Regions from separate parts of the Zea mays genome. Here region 1 is linked to region 2. Evidence: chromatin contacts called from public Hi-C data. All regions are on one chromosome and are shown on one strand. The core of a region is the stretch at or near the end of the contact, and the rest is flanking DNA. Distances in the headings are between cores, read along the strand shown. Region 1 holds the start of LOC103640938 (pre-mRNA-splicing factor CWC22 homolog). Region 2 holds the start of LOC100286168 (stromal 70 kDa heat shock-related protein).

Region 1 (5,196 bases), core at 2,284-4,783, 370 kb after region 2:
GTAGAGGAGCCGCTTTAGAATGTGAGGATAACGAAGAGGCACCTTACTATACTTCTTACGCTCTTGGCGTTTCAAAGTAGTAGACTCGATGCCGGATGTGGAAGGTGATGAAGAGTCGGTCTCGTAGTAGACCACTTTCTTCATTTTCTTTTTCTTCTTGTCACCCTTCCTATGTGACTTGATGGAGGAAGCAGACTCCTCCTTGTACTTGTCACCGGACTCCCTTGACGGAGTCCGTTCATTGTTCTTCCTTCCTGAGCCTTCGGCCTTGTCGTCGATGACTATCTCCCTCTTGACGTGATCTCCCGACATCACTTCGAGTTGTTAGACTCTTAATGAAGCACCGGGCTCCGATACCAATTGAAAGTTGCCTAGAGGGGGGTGAATAGGTGAATTCTGAAATTTACAAACTTTAAGCATGCATTAAGGCCGGGGTTAGCGTTAGAATTAAATCGGAGTACGGAAGATAGTTCTCCTTGCTTAGAGTTGCTCAATCAATGAGGATAATGTTTGGGAGCAAACTCAAATCAATATGAGAAAGGGAACTTTTAGAGAGAGGAAAAAGGGAAAACAAATCAAGTGAAGATCAACAAGTGAACACGGTGATTTGTTTACCGAGGTTCGGTTCTAAAGAACCTAGTCCCCGTTGAGGAGGCCACAAAGGCTCGATCTATTCCAACCCTTTCCCTCTCTCAATCGGTCACACAGACCGATCGAGATTTCTCCTTAATCACTTGGGTCACTAAGACCCTGTAAGGATCACCACACACTTAGGTGTCTCTTGCTAGCTTTTCAAAACACTTAGAATAAGAATGAGAAGGAGAAAGCAATCCAAGCAACAAGAGCAACAAAAGAACACAAAACACCCTCTCTCAAGTCACTAAGCAATTGAGTTGATTTGGGAGCTTAGAGAGGATTTGTTCTATTGATTGTGCCTTGGAGTGTAGTCTTTTGCTCTTGCAATGAATGTGAAGTTCAAAAAACTTGGATTGGCTTGAATGGAGGTGGTTGGGGGTATTTATAGCCCCAACCACTATCTAGTCGTTGTTGTCGATGGCGCACCGGACATGGCACTGTTCAGTGTCCGATGCGTGCCACGTCAGCTGCTCGTTGGGGTTTGGAGCCGTTGACCATTTAAGTCCTTTGTCTTATAGCTGCACTGGACAGTCCGGTGGCACACCAGACATGTTCAGTGCATCCTGACATCGCTGCTCTGACTTCTGACTGCGCACTGTTCACTTTTGCAGTCGACCGTTGTGCGCAGGTGACCGTTTCTTCGTTGGCTCACCGGACACTGTCCGGTGCACACCGGACAGTCCGGTGAATTATAGCGGAGCGCCTCTCAGAAAACCCGAGAGTGGCTAGTTCGTTGGTGCCTTGACCTGGGCACCGGATAGTGTCTGGTGCACACCTAACAGTGTCCGGTGCGCCACTGGCAGCACCAATACTAATCATTGCTCCAAACTTGGTTGAGTCACCAACTTAATTTCTTTCTTGGTTTATGTTGAACCTTATGCACCTGAGATAAATGTCATCTAAGCAACCTAGTTAGTTCACATGGTTTGTGATGGACGTCAAACACCAAAATCGATTATAGGAATTTTTTTAAGCCCATTCCCCTTTCACGCGCACCAATCGGAAAACAAACACGTCCTACCTCTCAAAAAGCAGCGCGCTCGCAGGCGAGCAGTAGAGCCTCCAAACAAGTACCAAACTACTTCCTTGGAAGGCTCGGGGGCTACTGTCAAGGGTAATAATTAGGGATACCCGAATTATCCCCTAACAAACGCACTCAGAGAAACAAGGACGAAAACCCCCGAGGGGTGACACCCGAGCTATCCACAAAGACCGAAACATCTCCCCAAGAGTCTCCCACTTCGGGCAGGACTCCGCCTCGCTTGAGGTTGCCGCCGCACCGACCGTCTCGCCCGAGCCAGCCTCAGACAAATAGGACAGGGGCACCCGAAAATAGGAAGGGGACATGCACATTTAATGCGTGTGCCAACCCATGCTACGACAACAGAGCACAGTGATAGATAAGACGACGATCATGTCTGGCGCCACAACATGATTACGTTTACACTACAGTGTGCGCACGCCGCCTGCCACCCTCCGATGGGACGCCTAATACGACAAGTCGAGTAGACTGGCCTTCGGGCGCAATCTCTCTGCCTCACCCGAAGCAGGATTCAGCCCGCGGGCGCGATCTCTCTGCCTCGTCCGACCTCGGCTCTAGCCTTCGGGTGATTTCTCCGCCTCGACCAACATCAAGTTTGGTCCTCGGGCAAATTCTCCACCTCGCCCGAGCTCGGCCTTGGCCACCTACTACGCCGTGAATCCTGCAGACGGCCACTCCGCCCGACTGTGGTGCACGTCAAGGGACGGCTCGACTAACGCCTCGGGAAGACTTCCGCCTCAACTAACCAGGGGCTCTGATCTCGATAAGCGCAACAGGGAATCTCGACGTCATCCCGTGTCAGGACGCTGACACACCCCGTAAGCAGCCTTTGGCCCATACCCCGGCGCTGTTACAACAACTACGGCATGGGCAACCTCTCCCTCGGGGGCTCGGGCGTACGGACAACCCCTCGGTCTCTGCCTCGGCTCTCTACGGGAAATCAGCAGGCGCGAGTCAGCAGCACAGTGCGTCATCACGTCGGCTTACAGGGCGCCAAGACGTCTCTCCTTCGGATACAACACCAGCTTCACTGTAGACGCTCCCCTTCGTGTATAAATAGGGCAGTGATCCCCCAAGAGGACGATCCATCCACGGGACACGCAGACGAACGCTCACTCCCCCACTTTGTCTTAGATATTAGTATTTGACTCAATCATCTCTATGGACTCGGGACTTCCTCTCTCCCGCCGTGCTTGTAAACCCCCTACTACAAGCACCACAGTGCGAGTAATATAAGCCTCATCCTCCTCTGCTGGAATAGGGCATTGTATTGCCCGAACCAGGATAACTGCTTGTGTCTTCTCGCTCACCATCTAGAGTCGGCTACGCGACACATTTACTAGTTGGTTAAGGACCCGTGGTCCAAACACCGACAAGTTTATTTCGAGAAGCAGCTAAACTGATAAACTGTTGTGTAAGCTACCTGTTTAGCAAAACTTCTGCTTATGGGGTGTTTGAATGCACTAGATCTAATAGTTAGCTGCTAAAATTAACTGAAGACAATGAAACAATCTAGGTATTACTTTAGCTATTAGCTATTTTAGCAAATTATCTAATAGTTAACTAGCTAGCTAATTTAACTAGCAATATTTTAACTAACTAACTATTAGTTGTAGTGCATTTAAATACCTCGTAAATCTATTAAAAACTGAAAATAAGTTGTACCAAATAGGGTTCAGAACTTACTCTAGTGAGCTTTCGATTTTTAACTTCTTGAAGCTTTTTATTTTTAAATGGTTTGAGCTTTCGATTTTTAACTTCTTGAAGCTTTTTATTTTTAAATGGTTCCAAAGCTAAATTATAAAATTTCAAAAAAGCTGAAAGCTTAGATCTGACCCTTACTACTTACTAGGCTACACGGGACCGATCGAATCGATCTCTTGTCGGCTACACAGAACCGATCGAACCGATTTCTATTTTCTTCGTATCCAATTTCCATCCTTTCCCCTCTCGCGGGCTCGCGGCCACGACCCCGCTTCCCTAGAATTATTACCACAAACCACAAAACCCTCGGTCCCGGCTATGGCTAACTCCGTCTCCCCGCCGCGCCGCCGCCGCCACAGCCACCACGATGACGTCTCCCCGCGCCGCCGCAAGCGCCGCGCGTCCCCGTATCCACCTCGCTCGCCTTCCCTCGGCGTCGACGCGGACCGCCGTCGCAGATCTAGGGCTTCGCCGCCCGATTCCGACAGCCGCGGCCGCGGCCGAGACGCCAAGCCCTCTGAGGAGAAGGAGAACGGCCACGCCAAGCCCGGAAGGGATGAAGACGGCGACAACCGATCTCCCCGGCGCGACAGGGTTTCAGACGGGGAGGAAGGTGGCGAACGCCGGAGGATGCGCGATAGGGTTTCCGACGATGAGAAGGAGGAAGGACGTCGTCGCAGGCGGGCTAGGGATCCGGATGATGAGCCGGACGACCGCCGTGGCAAGCGAGACCGGGAGAAAGACAGACGGCGCCACCGGCGCCGGAGCCCTAGCTCGGAGTCAGGGTCCTCGCCCGACGGCCGTCGCCATCGCCGCCGGCGCCGAGACGAGGGTTCGAGGCGGCGGGACGACCGTAGGCGAAGGGAGGACGAGGGAGACGAGCGCCGTAGAAGCCCTGTGAAGGAGCTGACCCCGCCACTGCCTCCCCCACCGCCGCTCCTTCCGGAGATGATCCCTGGGCGCACGGGTGGGATCTACATCCCGCCTTTCCGCATGGCGCAGATGATGCGTGATATGGAGGACAAGTCGAGCCCTGAGTATCAGCGCCTCACCTGGGATGCTCTCAAGAAGAGCATCAATGGGCTGGTGAATAAGGTGAATGCGACCAATATCAAGAATATAGTGCCAGAGCTCTTTGCAGAGAACCTTGTTCGTGGGCGGGGGCTCTTCTGTCAGTCTTGCATCAAGTCACAGATGGCCTCGCCTGGGTTTACTGATGTATTTGCTGCGCTAGTTGCGGTTGTGAATACCAAGTTCCCTGAGATTGGGAAGTTGCTTCTTGTTCGTGTCGTGCTCCAGCTCAAGAGGGCATATAAGCGAAATGACAAGGTGAGCTTGTCTTCATTTTCCTCAGCTCAAGAAGTGTTTTAGTACTTTGTTACTTTTTTATTTAAGAATGACTCATTTAGAATCTACAAACGCCGGGTCTAGTTGCATTCCAAGGTGTTTTCATATAATTAGTTTCACTTATTGTATGGTTGCTTATCTAATCCTTATCAAGATCTTTGCAATTTTTTAAACCATTTACAAAATGGGCTATCCTATTTATGTTAGTCTGGAAAAAATGGCTACTTAAGTCTGCAGCTGAAGGAGAACTATTGGTGCATACACCAATAGATCTGCTGTTCTGCAATTACAAAGGTTTGTAGTTGGCTCATGAAATTCTTTGCACAACACTTCACATTGCTTTCCATTTGTATTTGAACTCATGAACTGGATTAATGCAGGTTTTGGAAGTTACATAGGATATACCTTCTACTTGGATTATGGATTAAAGTCAAATAAAAGAACTAGCAAAAGTTGTTGTTTATACC
Region 2 (4,714 bases), core at 670-3,169:
GGCACCGGACTGTCCGGTGTGCACCGGACAGTGTCCGGTGCGCCAACGACTCGAAGGCGCCAACGGTCGGCTTCGCCAAAAAAGGAAAGAAATCCGCACCGGACTGTCCGGTGCGCTTGTCGACAGAAGGCAAGAAATGCCTTCCTGGAATGCACTCAACGGCTCCGAGCTGCCTTGGGGCTATAAAAGGGACCCCTAGGCGCATGGAGGAGTACACCAAGCATTTTCTAAGCATTCCTAAGCACTAAGACATCGATTCCGCGCTTTTGATTCCTTGCAATAGCAATTAGAGCTCGGGTTGAGTTGTGAACTCATTGAGTTGTGTTGTGAGCTCTTGTTGCGACTTGTGTGCGTGGTGTTGCTGTGATTTCTTGTCTTGAGTGTGTTGCTCATCCCTCCCTTACTCCGTGCTTCTTTGTGATCATTAAAGTGTAAGGGCGAGAGGCTCCAAGTTGTGGAGATTCCTCGCAAACGGGATATAGAAAAGCAAAGCAAAACACCGTGGTATTCAAGTGGGTCTTTGGACCGCTTGAGAGGGGTTGAGTGCAACCCTCGTCCGTTGGGACGCCACAACGTGGAGTAGGCAAGCGTTGGTCTTGGCCGAACCACGGGATAAACCACTGTGCCATCTCTGTGATTGATCTCTTGTGGTTATTGTGTTTTGTTGAGACTCCTCTCTAGCCACTTGGCATTACTGTGCTAACGCTTAACCAAGTTTTTGTGGCATTAAGTTCAAGTTTTACAGGATCACCTATTCACCCCCCTCTAGGTGCTCTCACTTCGGTGACTTACCTGATGGAGCACTAGAGCAATCTAACGAGCTCAAAGCGATTTTGTGTAAAAACACCCTCTTTGCACCCACTCTTCGTTGCGCCGCATGATAGTCATGGTGCACACTTTTGAAACATGGTACCAACTCTCATGTACTATCTTGAACCTCTGATGCATACACTCAATATAATTATATAGTTTTGTGTCTAGAACAACTAGGGTTAGGTAGTGTCCCATATCTTTGACGCTTTATAAAATAATGCAAATGACACCTCCTGAATCTATTTTTTAAAACATCATAACTCTAATTGGTCTCCTATAAGATGATCACCACCTTTAGTATTTAGTCAACACAATGCAAATGACACCTCTTAACATCTTTTTAAACATCCTAACTCTTATTGATCTCCTATAAGATGATCACCACATTTAGTCTTTAGTTAGCACTTTTTTATCTCCGACGTGAGACATTTACCCGTGATAAGGAGTGTTTGCAAGCTTAGCCATGAACGAAATATTTTTTTGTTAGAGTTAGACAAAACAACATCATAGTACACAATTTTTTTTTTCAAAAAATCAGAGATGTATTTCATTATGTACTATACTAATATACCAATTTTCAAGTTCTAATTATTCTACAATAAGAGATGTAAATAATTTTCTATTATTTTTGAACCCTTCACATTGGATAGAATTTTTCTCCTTTTATATATCTTAAAATAGAATAGAATAAAACTTAAAATTTAATGTAGCAATAAAGTAAATAATGAATTATATTTATAGTATTTATTCTTAACCTCATGCAAAAAAACATTAAAAGTAGCATCACAATCGCATAATGCTTCGCAGGACACTCATTTGATCCCTCGCTCCCGTGCACAGCCACAGTGTTCGTCCAAAAACCGGCGACGCCGGCCCAAGAAGCACATGAAGCGGTCATTATGTCGCGCTGCTCGCTCACAAGTCAAGCCAACCCCCGTAAGCCGCAACTGCGAAGTGCAAACCTCACGCGGTCTCCACTGCCGCCGGCGCCGCCGGGTCGCGGCCGCGACCGCGACCCGCACGCCAACCACTTAGCTGCGAGCCCCACGCGTCAGCGTCTGGCGACTATAAACTTTCCTCCCTTCGCAGTTCTCACCATCCTCCCCGTCCTATCCTCTCCCTCGCCATCATCGTCTCCGCCTCCGCCGCTCCCCCTCGGTCCCCTCCCCACCTCCCGTTCTCTCCCTCCTTGGATAGGGTTAGAGACTGAGCTCCCCCGCACGCGCGCGAGCCATGGTCTCCTTCACCTGTTCCCAGGTCGGCGCGACGGCAGCGGGCGGAGCCTCGCCCTTCCTCGGCTACCGGTGGCGGAGCGGCCCCGGGGGAGCCACCCCGTCGAGCTCCCTCTTCGTTGGCCGGCGGCTGGCAGCGGTGCAGATGCGCGCGCCATCTCGCGGGGCCCGCGGGGGCTCCGCGCTGCGGGTCACGTGCGAGAAGGTGGTGGGGATCGACCTGGGCACCACCAACTCCGCGGTCGCCGCCATGGAGGGCGGCAAGCCGACCGTCGTCACCAACGCCGAGGGCGCGCGCACCACGCCTTCCGTGGTGGCGTACACCAAGACCGGGGAGCGCCTGGTGGGGCAGATTGCTAAGCGCCAGGCGGTCGTGAACCCCGAGAACACCTTCTTCTCTGTCAAGCGCTTCATCGGCCGCAAGATGGCTGAGGTCGACGACGAGGCCAAGCAGGTCTCGTACGGCGTTGTCAAGGACGAGAACGGCAACGTCAAGCTCGACTGCCCCGCTATCGGCAAACAGTTCGCTGCCGAGGAGATCTCCGCGCAGGTAACTTGTTATGTTAGAATGGCAGACCAAATGCCCTCAGCTGGCTCCAGTGGTCGGTGACTGGTGGTGCCATCCGTAAGGATGGCAAAAATAAACAAATATCCGGTGGATATGCATTTTACTCTACGTTTTTTCATGGGACAACCTGTATAGAAATCCGAGTTTTGAGGATATGGGTAAATGCCACTCTTGTTGCCATTCTATTGTCTATATTGAAAACCTATGAGTTCTACTAGAGAATAGCTCCTGGTCCTGGCAAATCACTTGTTAAGGTATACTGGATTGAATGTTGTTTGTAATGCAACTGGTACATTGCGTTTGAGGTAAAAAGGTATATTTTGCCACATAAAGATGAACGGATGTAAAGGAAGCTGCTTTTATGTTACTAGGCAACCAGCCTGTGTTAGAATCTTTGGTAATGCTACGGGGTTCTGATTCTTTGGAGAGTCAGTGCCAGTTTCGAATGCTGGGTTTTTTTCCAGAATGCTGCACATGTAAAATTCTGGGCGGACCAAGCTGGGTTTATGCATTTTGATTTCAGCCTGAAAACAAGTAGCATTCTGATATGATTTCTATCAACATTGGGGTTTGCTTGAATTTCTTTTTCTTCAGTTAAGCAGTTGGTCATTTGTGTTCTGCATGCACTTATGTCCTCGGGGACTGAGTTTTTGAGTATATATAAAATATGTATGTTATCATCTGTATAAAACTACTTTTGAGTTGCTACTAGCTACCAGACCAATAGATGTGATATACTTACCATTTTACTTCCATAGTAAGTTGTACATTTAACTTATCCTGTTTTATTATCCGAACAGGTTTTGAGGAAGTTGGTGGATGATGCATCTAAGTTTCTTAATGAGAAAATCACAAAAGCAGTGGTTACAGTCCCAGCATACTTCAATGATTCACAAAGGACAGCAACTAAAGATGCTGGCCGCATTGCAGGACTGGAAGTTCTCCGTATTATTAATGAACCAACTGCTGCATCGTTGGCCTATGGTTTCGAGAAGAAAAATAATGAAACAATTCTAGTGTTTGATTTGGGAGGCGGAACCTTTGATGTATCTGGTAAGGAAGTGTTCCACCTGTTCTTTTTTTATTGCTTTACTTCTGAACCACATGGATAATAATCATCTCTTATCATGGAGATAAAGCCTTTTGCTTTCAATTGGTTCAGACTTCAGAACTATGTGCTGAATAAGTGAATATTTATTCAGTTGTATGAATTGATCAACATTTGTTTCATTTGCCCTGAACGAATTGTAAGGTCACAAATGGGTTTTCAGGAATACTAGTGCAACTCTTACTCTGATTTTGCCCAATTTGAGCTATAACGTGTCAAATGATATGTCCCAGGAACATTAGTGAAACTTTATGTTGCCCAACTCTTTGAACCAGGTGTTTTCGTTTTACCTTTGATGATCATGTGGATGAACATGTTCCATTTATATTTCTCTTAATGAGAGTGGCATTCTCTGCCAGTGTCTTACTATTACACACTAAATGTTTTTTGAGATGTTTATACTTGCATTATAACTAAAGTAACACCGTCATGCAGTATTGGAAGTTGGTGATGGTGTGTTTGAGGTGCTTTCCACATCTGGTGACACACACCTTGGTGGTGATGACTTCGATAAGGTTTGACAGAATTTTGTTCTGTTCTTTTTTAGTAGGTTGTTACACGGCAACTTGAACTTTCTCAACACGCACCATTTTGTTCTTTGTATGTTGTTATAAGCATCACTGTCAAACTGTGAAATTGTTTCTCTTACATATTTTCAGTAAATTAGCCCTCCTGAGCTTGAGTAACAAGCACCATGTAGATTTCTTTGTATTTAAAAATTCATAAACATGCCATTTTAGTTCCTGATAGAGCAAAGGGGCAAGACATGTGAAAAAGGCAGCTCACAGAATCACAATGTACAAATCATATAGCATATATTTATTTCTATTTTTAACTAATTTGAATTCCTGATAGATTAAATCAGTAATACACGTAAAAAGGCGAGACTAGTGCTAGGCAGAGTAGCATTGCCTTGCCTAACACACAGGATTTTTTATCTAGGTGCCTGATAAGCTGAAAAATGATCATGAGACTCAAGGATGTATGTTGTCT

Evidence for each region. Hi-C and Micro-C count contacts between places; a contact is called where the count stands out from the background.
Region 1: a Hi-C map of tassel shows a contact between it and region 2, with 2.5 times the contacts expected there. The contact joins the promoter of LOC103640938 here to the promoter of LOC100286168 in region 2. A contact is called at or near these places in 2 of 25 Hi-C or Micro-C datasets (leaf and tassel) and 1 of 3 datasets of contacts at active chromatin or transcription factors (leaf).

What each region holds. Positions count from the first base shown.
Region 1 is chr10:22,369,640-22,374,835 of Zm-B73-REFERENCE-NAM-5.0, forward strand. It overlaps LOC103640938 (pre-mRNA-splicing factor CWC22 homolog), which reads left to right and starts at 3,534. Exons shown (of 8, transcript XM_020545568.2): 1 at 3,534-4,711. The coding sequence starts at 3,701.
Region 2 is chr10:22,003,611-22,008,324 of Zm-B73-REFERENCE-NAM-5.0, forward strand. It overlaps LOC100286168 (stromal 70 kDa heat shock-related protein), which reads left to right and starts at 1,920. Exons shown (of 8, transcript NM_001159056.1): 1 at 1,920-2,595; 2 at 3,414-3,666; 3 at 4,157-4,236. The coding sequence starts at 2,047.